4 separate regions of the Mus musculus genome follow, and regions 1, 2 and 4 are each linked to region 3. A link is a contact called in public HiChIP or PLAC-seq data. All regions are on one chromosome and are shown on one strand. Each heading gives the region's core, a stretch centred on a gene start, on an enhancer-like site or on the middle of the called end of the contact. The rest is flanking DNA. Distances are from core to core; before and after follow the strand shown.

Region 1 (2,700 bases), core at 78-2,577, 380 kb after region 3:
TTTTCTTTGATTCTTAAGATGGGACAGGCACAGAGCACCCCACTGGGCTCAGTCATAAACCATTTTAAGGATGTCTGCTGAGTTTCAGAAGATTCAGGTCTTATTGTTCATCCTGGCAAATTAATCATCTTTTGCAGGAATGAATGACCCACCTACAAAGTAGGATGGCCTGAAGAGGGGACTTTACATCTCCTCACCATCTACAGAGTAAAAGTTGTTGTCTATGATGCCAGGGGCCACCTGGACCAGGTGTCATATACCATCACATGGCAATACCTGGTCAAGAAGCCTGCTGCTTGGATGAGACCCTTTTTGTCACTGATCTCACTACTCCCTGCTCTCCTTCCTCAGAAGGATTGTGGGTCACAGCCCTCTGGCTTGCTCCCCCTTTCGTTCCCAAGGAAGATCTCTGTCCTCCTTATGTCCCTGTCCCTGCCACCACAACTCCTCCCCAGCTGACACAGGCAGAAGGAGGAGCATCCCCTGATTCTCCTGATTTCACTTGAAGTCCACTCCATATTCCAACCTATACTGCCTAGAGGGCTGACTCTACTACTATCCTGCCCCTCCAGGCTACAGGAACTCTCTTAGTTAAGGTTTTACTGCTGTAAACAGACATTATGAACTCTATGCCCATGGTGACACACTTCCTCCCACAAGGACGCACCTATTCCAACAAGGCCACATCTCTAAATAGTGCCACTTCCAGGGCCAAGCATTTTCAAACCACCACAGGACCCCCAGATGTCAGAGAAACAGCTCATGACCTATGTACCATTTGCCAGGAATGATCTTTGCAATTAGAAACTGCAGAACCCTCAATTTTCAGAAAAACCACCAGCTCTCACATGCCTTTTAGACTCAATTATGTTGACTTATCAGCCTACCTATGACAACTGCCACAACCACTCTGGGTCCTCTTCACAACAGAGGAAAGAGAGAGCATTGCAGGAGCAGCCCAGAAATTGGTTCTGGGGACAAATGGGGTAACCACCCAGATCCAGGCTATTATTGATTCAACCTTCCCTTAGGCTCAACCCAACTGGGATTATAACTCTGCTGAAGGTAAGGAGAGGCTCCAGGACTACTGCCAGGTTCTGATTATGAAGTCTGGATTCAGAGACATAACTACAGGACTCTGGAACCTCACTGGAAAGGATCTCACACAGTGATACTGACCACAACAGCTGTTAAAGTGGACATGGATACATCACTCCCACATTAAGCCTGCCTGGAGAAAGACAGCCCAGCAGTTGAAGTCCTGCCAGAGGAGGCACCCTGATGAATTGATGCAAGAGCAACGGAAGGTCACACCACATCCTGTTGATCCACTGAAGCTATGACTCCAATGCTCCTGATTCTGCATGCCTGTAACTTGCTGCCTATTGCATCACCCTTACCAGTCCCACAATCTGACATGAACAATAACTAATACCAGGACTGAGGGCATCTCTACCAAACCTCTAAGATGTACCCAGCAAATACTTGGTTTCCTGATTTGGTCTTTGACCTGGCCAAACTGTTACAAATAACCTGGGCTGACTAATTTATCAAAAATACTCCCTCTTCATCTGCCCTGGGCATGACCAAGACAAAACATAGAGAAAGAAATGTGAGATGACAGCAGATTACTTCTATGCAAGTTGGGGCTGTGAAACTACTGGAACTATATACTAGACCCTACCCTGGAAAAATAAGTATATTATGCTCACTAGAGTTGGGGAAAACTCTTATATGTCAGACAATAGGTGTAATCTGGTTCGCATACATGTCACTGAAGCAAAGAAAAGTCAGATAGAAATGGGAAAAATGGGGCCTAAAACTATATGAAAAAAAAAAAACCAAGATATCACACCAAGACCAGGGGCCCTGTTTACCATACAGCTGATCAGCATTGTTGGACTCAGACTCCCACTGGGCCCCCATAATGTATTGGCAAAGCCAAATTGATCACCTCCTAAGCCTTCTGCCACCTGCACTGACCACTTCATCCAAACACATCACCTTTTGTCCCAGCAAAATCCCAAACCAGGACCCCCTGCAATTATAAGAGGCCATTTTCCAGGTTCTTAATTATTCTCACCACAATCTAACACAAGACTGTTGGTCATGCTTGAATGCTTAACTCTCTTACTATGAAGGAGTGGCAGCCTTTGGGGATTCCTCACAGATCATCAACAGCACTCAATGTAGATGGCTACAATCAGACCAAAGAAATTTAACCCTATAATCTATAACAGCACAGGGATTCTGTATTGGAAACCAGGTTTCCACCCCTGCAACTGCACCACATCCCTGGCCATTATAGATATATGCTGCCCCCAGAGAATGCTTGGTGGGCTTGTGTCTTGGATTCATACCATGGATTTTCATTCTAATTATAAACACGACCAGGGATTTTAATATACTGGTTCAACTTGTTCCTAGAGTGCATTACTACCCAGGGGAGGATTTCTTCAAACAACTGACCCCATCATCCAATCAGGTAAAGAGATTGGCCATTTCTGCTGTATTGCTAGGGGTCCCTCCTTAGCCAAGGACTAGCTGGAACTGCTGGCATAGGGGCCTCATCCCTAATACTCCAGGATAAAAATTACAAGCCCTTACAGATGACTATAGATACAAATATACAAGAGTTGAAAAAAGTCTACCATGGCCCTACAGGATTCCCTACCTTCCCTGGCAGAGGTGGTCTTACAA
Region 2 (2,700 bases), core at 35-2,534, 270 kb after region 3:
AACTCTTAGAGAGGGTTCTCACTGTATAACCCTGGCTAACCTGAAACTCACTTTGGTGACTAGGCTGACCTCAAATTCAGAGACCCACCTGCCTCTTCCTGAGTTCTGGAATAAAAGGTGTGCACAGCAATGTGTAGCAAAACGCATTTGATTTTTTTGTTTGTTTGTTTTAGTTGTTGTTGTCATTGTTGTTTTTTCCTAGTAACTTTGATTACATAGACAAAAGATGCCATAAAGCTTGAAAGCATTAAGGTCTGCCTATCTTTCCTGATGTCTTTAGTATGAGAACAGGGTACTTTATTGTCAAATAAATGTGCTATACAAAAATAGGAAAATGATACTTTCTCTTGACATATCAAAACCTGAAGTTCTTAAAAATCTTTAACGTTTAGCAGTTAGGGGTATGAGTAAACCTTTCTTCTTCCCTTTTTGTGAGACTAGATTTCATGTAGTTCTTGATGGCCTTCTACTAAGTAGCCAAGGGTGATCTTAAAGCCCCTATCGTCTTGCTTGTACTTTCCAAGCGCTAGAATTGCATATGTGTGTCACTAAGCCTGGTAATTCCATTTTTAAATAACCATATAAACCTTCAAATTGTCTACCTTATCAGTGTCCTGAATTTGAACACTGCAGCATACAAGATTGCCTATGTCAAATAAAATTTTATCTTTGAAAACACTTTCATAATATTCCACACCTAATTAAACTATAATTCCTCCTACCCATTAAACAGTATGATCCCAATTCTCAAATAGTCATTAACTGCAGGACTCTAGAGAATTCTTAGAGCTGGTTTCTGGAAATTAAGAGTTTCAAAAAGTTTATACAGGGGATTTAATGCACAGACACTCAAAGAATTGAATACATGACAGTAAGATACAGTTTTAACTGAGGTGTTAGTGTGGGAATGGAGAAAATGGTTAATCGATTAATGTAGAGCAAAACTTCAAGAAACAGAAAAAAATAATCACTTCTAGCCATGAGAAGGGAGATAAAGGTTTTCAACAATTTATGGCAACTACCAAATGCCTATCTGTGTCTACTGAATAAAACTGCTAAGGAGGACATTATTACATTGGCTTGCAAAAGCGCATGTACAAGTGCAGACAATTTAAGCCTGACACCGGAAGTATTTCATTTCATGTAGGCAGTGAAAGCACTTTCTCTTTTAGTTCCTCCTTTGATCCGGAAGAAGAGACCTCAACCTTCGCTGTCGATTGGACCACGTCATAAGGGCGGGGCCATGGCGATCCATTCGCCTTGGTAACCATATGTGACGTAGCTGTATGCCTAGGATCCCTGGCTCTAGGAGCTCGGTTTTAGTGGGCGCAGACTCCGATCAGGCCCTGTCGTGGGTGGTGCTATTGATGCCACGCCCCCCACGTCCTCTCTGACTGGCTGTGATGCGTCACGTAGCCAGAAGAGACTCGCCGGAAAACTGTGAGCTTGCCTGAGGTAGGAGTCTTCCGGCTTCTACAGCCACTTCCCACGGAAGCTGGGGGAGCCGCCCTCTCAACTATCTCCCGTCACACCCTTCTGTTCGCTCGCCTCAGACGCTGCCCTTCCACACCCGTGCTCTGGTTCGCGCCTACTTGGGGACGCTGTCCCCCCAGTATTCACTGCCCTATCCCCTCCCACCCATCTAAAATGTCTAATAGTCTCCAGAGCGTCATTCTGAAAACCGCAGAGGAAAAGTCAGGCTCGCGCTGGTAAGTACCAGTTCCCAGTTCTTCAGGCGCCCGCCCACACCCTGTGACTTAGGTTGTCATGGCCGCGTCAGCTGACGTTCAGCCGCGCGCACCGGGTGCTAGCTGCGGGGATGTGGGAGCACAGCGCCATCACAGCACACCTCCTTACACCGCACCCACTGCACACCAGTGCAGAGCCCTTGGCTCCCAGTCCTCTCCAAAATGTAAAGCAGCCCGCGATTACAACGCAGCTACCATCTCCTGGCCCCCAGCGCGCCCTACGCCACCCGCTCGAATTTCATAGGCGGAACAAGTAGATACCCACGGAAGTAAAACCAACTTGGCGATGCTCCAAGAATCTCAAACACTTACCAAAACACCCATCGTGGATTAGCAAGTGCAGCCCCGCGGCGCTGTAACTTCAAGTGAAAATAGTCCCATTTTAATGTACTTAGAAAATGTGTTCTAGAACAAGGGACTTTAGTATTTGAAAATTTCAACTAATATGGAGAAAAGTAAAAACTTGAAATGTGTTTTTCCAGGTAACACATTTGAAACGGGTCTAAAAGGGGTGCATCTCATTGGTTGTCTCTACAAAGGAACAGTTGGAACACTGTATGGCTCTGGTTAGGTAGGAAACTCACTATAGCCAGGACTGTCCACAATACAGCCTGGGTTTACCTCGTGTTAGGATTACAAAGGGTTCTGACAGTCTTTGGTTTGGAAATGTATCACCAGTAACATTTTTCTTTTAATTTTGTGTTAATCCAGATGAAATAAAAGCAGGAACAACAGAATATTCCTTAAGGAACAATTCTTTAATTTATGCTTTCCAGAGTTAATGAGTGCTTGTTGAGAAGCAAAGATTAGTAAGTCTGTAGAAGGTAAATGAACAACATAAAATCTAAGAGCAAAACTGATGAAAGGGGATTGTGGTTGAAAAAAGAAAATCTACCTGGTGTTTATTGCAGCTTTGTTTGTTACCATTTATGAGACTAATGTTTCACTTTCT
Region 3 (2,701 bases), core at 113-2,612:
AAGAAATGTTAAAATGTTCACAACAAAAAAAAATTTTAGAAATCACTTTTAAGAGAAAAAAGACCTGACCAGAGATCTAAGACCCCCTTATCTGCATTTTGAAACAGAACCTAAAGTTAAAAACCCCTATAACTTTGCTTGAACTTGGCATTCTTTGTCAGTCTGAACTGAGATCTTCTTGTCTTTTGGTGGGTATTTCCAACGATGCTGAAAAAGATCATTCTAGTATATCACATGTATCACTGTGGATGGACACATATAAACACACACTTGCTAGCATGTTTTTGAGGGCATTTGTCTTGGTATTTTAACTAGGTGACCAGATCCAATCTCAGGAAACTAAAGTCATCAGTGATCTCTCTACCATTTTCTGACAGGATGCTTTGCTATGTTGGTACATGAAGACTAGAGTAACAGCACCATCTTGTGGTCAGTGATGGGCAGTTCAATGCCATGTACTGTCCTAAGATTATTTCCCAACTTCTTTCTTAGCAGGGGTTAAGTTAATAGGACACATACCCCTACAGGAGCACTTGAGAGCCTTGTTAAAGTAAACTCCAGAGTAAGTATTAAAATGGCCTCTTCCCAGTGCAAGGACTATAAATTTAAAGACAGGCATTTGAAGACAGGTGAGACCTTCAAGACTTTACTAAACCTAGAGAACATGAAAGATGTAGTCATAGTGAAGAACCAGGAAGAAAAAATAACCTGAACTTCAGGGCATCCCCTACCCTCATACTCACCTTGTCTGTGAACTCTTTCTGCATAAAAAGTTACTGACAAATCTAAACTAAAATCTCTTGTACAGTGTGTACATACCTAGATGGTTACAAGGTTGTGTAATGGTAGATTTTAATCTCTTCCCTTCCACTAAGTGGAAAGTGAAACCAAGACTATTTGTTGGTCCTTCATCCTCAATCCAGTGTCTTTTGGGCATGGGCTTCAAACAAAACACCAGAGTCTGACATGCAGAGTGGGGCAAACCTATAGATCTTGAGCCTAGGAGCAAAGACAGGAAGATGAAAAGCTCTAGGCTTGTCTATTCTACCCAAGCAACAGCTTACCTATAAAAAGATTAAAGAGAAGAAAGAAAAGAAAGACCTCAGGAGGTCATTAAGTGTGTAAGTACAAGAACAAATAAATGATCATCTGTGCCCTTTTTATTGGCCTCAATACACACAACAGATCAGCTGCTGGCCATGAACTAACGAACTAATGGAAGAATGGGTGATTTACTGGAAGCCCGGGTACAGTGGTTGGTTTTGAACTGAAGGATGTTCATGAACATTTGCCTGTGTTGAGTCACCCATATGGAGAACTTTGTTTAAACACAGGATGTGGGCTGAGATCGTCTTCCTGTCTATGTTTTGGGGTGGAGGATTGGCACTGAATGTGTCTTTGATCTCCTCCTAATGTTTGATGAGGGAGGGGCTTGAGATCTTCAAAACTGAGAGTTGAGGGAGAAAGTGAGAGAGGAGGATGTAAGCACCAGTCAGTCATGGGGCAAAACCTCTGGGGACTCATGCTATAGAAGACAGGATGGACACTGACAGGATCTGAGGTGATCGTTCCTCATTCTCTACGGTGCTGTCCAAACTTAGTTACAACACAGAGTGTATCAAGTTCTTGTGAATTGGGCATAATAAGAGTAACTCCATATTGATTTCCAAAGTGATTGTACAAGTTTTCACTCTTACTAGCAATGGAGGAGTTGTCCCCTTGCTCCACATCCTCACCATCATGAGCTGCCACTTGAGTTTTTGGCCTTAGTCATTCTGATAGGTATAAGATGGAATTTCAGAGTCACTTTGATTTACATTTCCCTGATGGCTAAGGATGTTATATATTTCTTTAAATGCTTCTTTCCCATTAGAGATTCTTCTGTTGCTAATTTTCTATTTGGCTCTGTACCCCATTTTAATTGGATTTCCTGGGTTTTGATGTCTAGTTTCTTGAGGTTTTCTTAATAAATATTTTGGAAATTAGCCCTCTGTCAGATGTAGGATTGGTGAAGATATTTTTCCCAGTCTATAGGCTGCCATTCATCCTTACTGATGGCATCTTTTGCCTTACAGAAACTTTTCAGTTTCAAGAGATCACATTTATTAATTGCCAATCTTAGTCTTCTGTTCAGAAATTGTCTCCTGTGCCAATGCATTTAAGGTTAGTCCCCAATTACTCTTTACTCAGATTCAGTGTATCTGGTTTTATGTTGAAGTCTTTGAGCCACTTGGACTTAAGTTTTCTGTAGGGTTAAAGATATTGATCTATTTACATTCTTCTACATACCAACATCCAGTTCGACCAGCAGCATTTATTTCTTTATTCCATTGTATTATTTTGACTTCTTTGTTATAAATCAGTTGTCCATGGGTGTGTGAAGTCCATCTGGGAATTCAATTCAATCCCATTGATCAATCTGTGTTTTTATGCCAAAACCATGTGCTTTTTTATTACTATAGGTCTGTAGTAGAGCTTCTTCACAGCAGCTTTCTGTGTAAGAGCTGGAAATAGGAAAGCACCCTCAACTAAAGAATGGATTTTAAAAAGTGTGGTACATTCACACAATGGGATATTACTCAGCTGTTAAAAACAATGATGTAGTGAAATTTGCAGGCAAATGTATGGAACTAGAAAAAAATTCATCCTGACTCAGAACAACAAACATGGTATGTACTCACTTATAAGTTGATATTAGCTG
Region 4 (2,700 bases), core at 73-2,572, 430 kb after region 3:
ATGCTCTGATGCAGTGCTAGTCTATTGTTAAACCCACCACCAGGGGTCCTTTAGTAAATACCTGATTATGCTATTCCTCTGGGCATAGTAAAAAACCTGCAACAGGGGAATTCTGTTCTATGAACCCTTACATGAATAATACTACCACAACCCACCTATTTTCTAGGCCATTGTGTATTTCTGTATATGGGTGTGACTCGGCTATTGTTCTAAGTAATTACTATGTAGACTAGTCCTGAGCTTTCTAGCTCTTATTCGAGTAAATAGTAATGCCTGATTTTTTTCAGTCTCTACCAGAGGTAAATTTGAATGTTGCTGAATAGATAAAATTCTTACTGAATTCCTTTTTTATTTTTCCCTGTCGGCTCAAGGACTTTCTAGGACATTGGAACACTGGCGGAGGCTTAGCTATATGTCAAAATCAATCCTTAAAGACACTCATCACTGGAAAGAGAGGCCCATTGGACACGCAAACTTTATATGCCCCAGTACAGGGGAATGCCAGGGCCAAAAATTGGGAATGGGTGGGTAGGGAAGTGGGGGGGGGGGGTATGGGGGACTTTTGGGATAGCATTCTAAATGTAATTGAGGAAAATACGTAATAATAAAAATATTTTTTAAAAAAAGACACTTATAATCCCAGCACTTGGGAGGCAGAGGCAGGCAGATTTCTGAGTTCAAGGCCAGCCTGGTCTACAAAGTGAGTTCCAGGACAGCCAGGGCTATACAGAGAAACTCTGTCTCGAAAAACAAAACAAAACAAAAACAAACAAACAAACAAGGCACTTATAATAAAGCAATACTGAAAGAGAGCACACGGATCCATACACCAGATTAACTCAGGGTCAGGTTTTGAGTATATGTGCTATTGGAATGCCAAGGTTCCGGGAGACTAAGTTTCCATGAAACTCTTTGCCTCAGGACTGCTTCTAGGTTTCTAGGCCTGTCATGTGAGTCACTACTGGGGTGGATGTAGCAGTCTAAAAACAAAGAATTGATAAAACCGTGATTAGAAATATGGACCCTATGGTCTGTGGAGGGGATACAGAGTATATCACATATTAATCATAAGACTCAATTAGTGCTTTGATCAACTAAACCTCAGATTCATTATATGAAAAATGAGAACAGTCGTACCAATCTTGCATAGTCTACTATGTGCATTCAATGGCTTGATCCACATAAAACACCTAATAGAGTCCCTGGTGGGGACTAAGTGCTTAAAATTGAGGTATTACCAAAATAGAAACTCAAAGACATACTGGCTAAATGCATGAGGAAAAGGAGATGAGTCAGAGACTATGCTAGAAGATGGCAAGCAGATGGAGTGAGTCAGAAGACTGCACAGAGCATCTGTACTATGGCATTGCCAACCCCAGGACAGGCCAGTTTAAAGCTAGTTTTGTCTGAAATGGCTATCAATATTGAATATCTAAACAAAAATTCTTTTTGGCCCCATTTTATTCTAGTCACCTAAAAGTTATTACTACAGCAACTGACACATTTCTGGGGAACTGAATAACCCATTTTTTTCACCTCCTCTGAGGCCAACTCTAAGACACATAATCTAGCACCCTCATTATTCTTGGGCATAAGTTGCAGGGATCACAGGACCTTCAACCATGTGAGCAAGTTTTATGCTCCTGGGAATGCTCATTTGAAATACAAATAACAACCTTTACCTCTGAGAAAAGGGAACATTCTTATCTAAAACTATTCATCCTCCCTGGGGGCCCATATTCTTGTAACTTTAAAAAAGTTGTCCACAGAGAGTTAGGGAGGTTTTTTTTGGTAACTCTACTGGTGAGCATGGGAGGAAGTGAAGCCTTAATCTTTGGGCCATTTCTCATTAAAACCAGATAAGTCTTAGCTACTCTATATTCCCCTGATATCTAACACTCTACATGTTTAATAATGTCCCTTAGGCTTTCAGGCCAATTTAAACAAAGAGATTATGAAACTTTTGCATGATGGTTCATAGAAATCATGTTTAATTATTTAGTCACCCTTACCACTGGCATCGTCCAAGATTATCCATTGTTAAGAGCTCTTAGCTTAATTCTTTTGTCACATCAGGCTGTTCCACATTGGAGGATGGAAATATTTGATAAAGACCAATGCCTCTATTCATGCTTCATTTACCAGCCTTCACCATCTGATTTATAAGCATGGGTTAAGAAGGCTTCAGGAGATACCTGATACAAATCTGTAAGGAGCTGAAAGGATTCATCCATGCAAGAGTCATTTATCAGTTCAGGATGTCAGTTTTGAGAGGCCTTCTCTATGATGTTTCTTATTTCTTCAATGAGTCTAAGGTTGCTGAAGCAATCTCCAATAAAAGTCCTGGTACAAATAAACACAAATGCAGAAATGAAGAGGACAGGGTTCCTTCACATTCTGTACTAAGCGGTAAAATCCCCTGGAACTCCTCTAGGAAACAATGAACTATTGGGCCCAGATATCTCATCTATAAAGTTTTGGCACTTGACTACCAATGTGGTTCCAATTGTCATTTTATAAAATCTTCAATGCCAAAGCATCATAACATGTTATTTTTTTCTTTCGTTTTTAATATTTTAAATAATTTTTACAGTTCAGTCACTATCCCCCTCCAGTTCTGCCCTCCAACAGTTCCCCATCCCATTCCTCCTCCCCATCTCCAAGAGGCGTCCCCACACCCCAATACCCTACCAGGCCTCC

Evidence for each region. HiChIP or PLAC-seq counts read pairs in DNA pulled down with a chosen protein or histone mark.
Region 1: a CTCF HiChIP or PLAC-seq map of CD8 T cells shows a contact between it and region 3, with 6 read pairs. The contact joins two enhancer-like sites. A contact is called at or near these places in 10 of 39 promoter capture datasets (the HPC-7 cell line, cranial neural crest, embryonic stem cells and 3 more), 1 of 15 datasets of contacts at CTCF or cohesin (CD8 T cells), 1 of 115 datasets of contacts at active chromatin or transcription factors (CD8 T cells) and 1 of 9 other capture datasets (liver).
Region 2: a contact with region 3 is called in a CTCF HiChIP or PLAC-seq map of CD8 T cells, with 6 read pairs. The contact joins the promoter of Lrif1 here to the enhancer-like site in region 3. A contact is called at or near these places in 2 of 15 datasets of contacts at CTCF or cohesin (CD8 T cells and pro-B cells) and 3 of 115 datasets of contacts at active chromatin or transcription factors (CD8 T cells, DN3 thymocytes and bone marrow-derived macrophages).
Region 4: a CTCF HiChIP or PLAC-seq map of CD8 T cells shows a contact between it and region 3, with 5 read pairs. The contact joins two enhancer-like sites. A contact is called at or near these places in 3 of 15 datasets of contacts at CTCF or cohesin (CD8 T cells, large pre-B cells and pro-B cells).

What each region holds. Positions count from the first base shown.
Region 1 is chr3:106,831,009-106,833,708 of GRCm38.p6, forward strand. The region is part of intron 3 of Gm35507 (a long non-coding RNA gene); the gene reads right to left. Among named protein-coding and RNA genes, the nearest start is that of Olfr266, 9.8 kb to the left of the region's middle. Within about 2 kb of position 1,328, at least 104 of the 459 cell types and tissues checked have an H3K27ac peak or open chromatin away from gene starts, as enhancers often do. A contact at or near this core is called in CD8 T cells, where this site is marked.
Region 2 is chr3:106,720,398-106,723,097 of GRCm38.p6, forward strand. Lrif1 (ligand dependent nuclear receptor interacting factor 1) reads left to right here and starts at 1,285. Exons shown (of 4, transcript NM_001039488.1): 1 at 1,285-1,709. The coding sequence starts at 1,648.
Region 3 is chr3:106,448,334-106,451,034 of GRCm38.p6, forward strand. No RefSeq gene overlaps it. Among named protein-coding and RNA genes, the nearest start is that of 2010016I18Rik, 36 kb to the right of the region's middle. Within about 2 kb of position 1,363, at least 70 of the 459 cell types and tissues checked have an H3K27ac peak or open chromatin away from gene starts, as enhancers often do. A contact at or near this core is called in CD8 T cells, DN3 thymocytes and pro-B cells, where this site is marked.
Region 4 is chr3:106,874,514-106,877,213 of GRCm38.p6, forward strand. Gm35507 (a long non-coding RNA gene) reads right to left here. Exons shown (of 4, transcript XR_375943.1): 2 at 2,196-2,343. Among named protein-coding and RNA genes, the nearest start is that of Gm35507, 3.5 kb to the right of the region's middle. Within about 2 kb of position 1,323, at least 21 of the 459 cell types and tissues checked have an H3K27ac peak or open chromatin away from gene starts, as enhancers often do. A contact at or near this core is called in CD8 T cells, where this site is marked.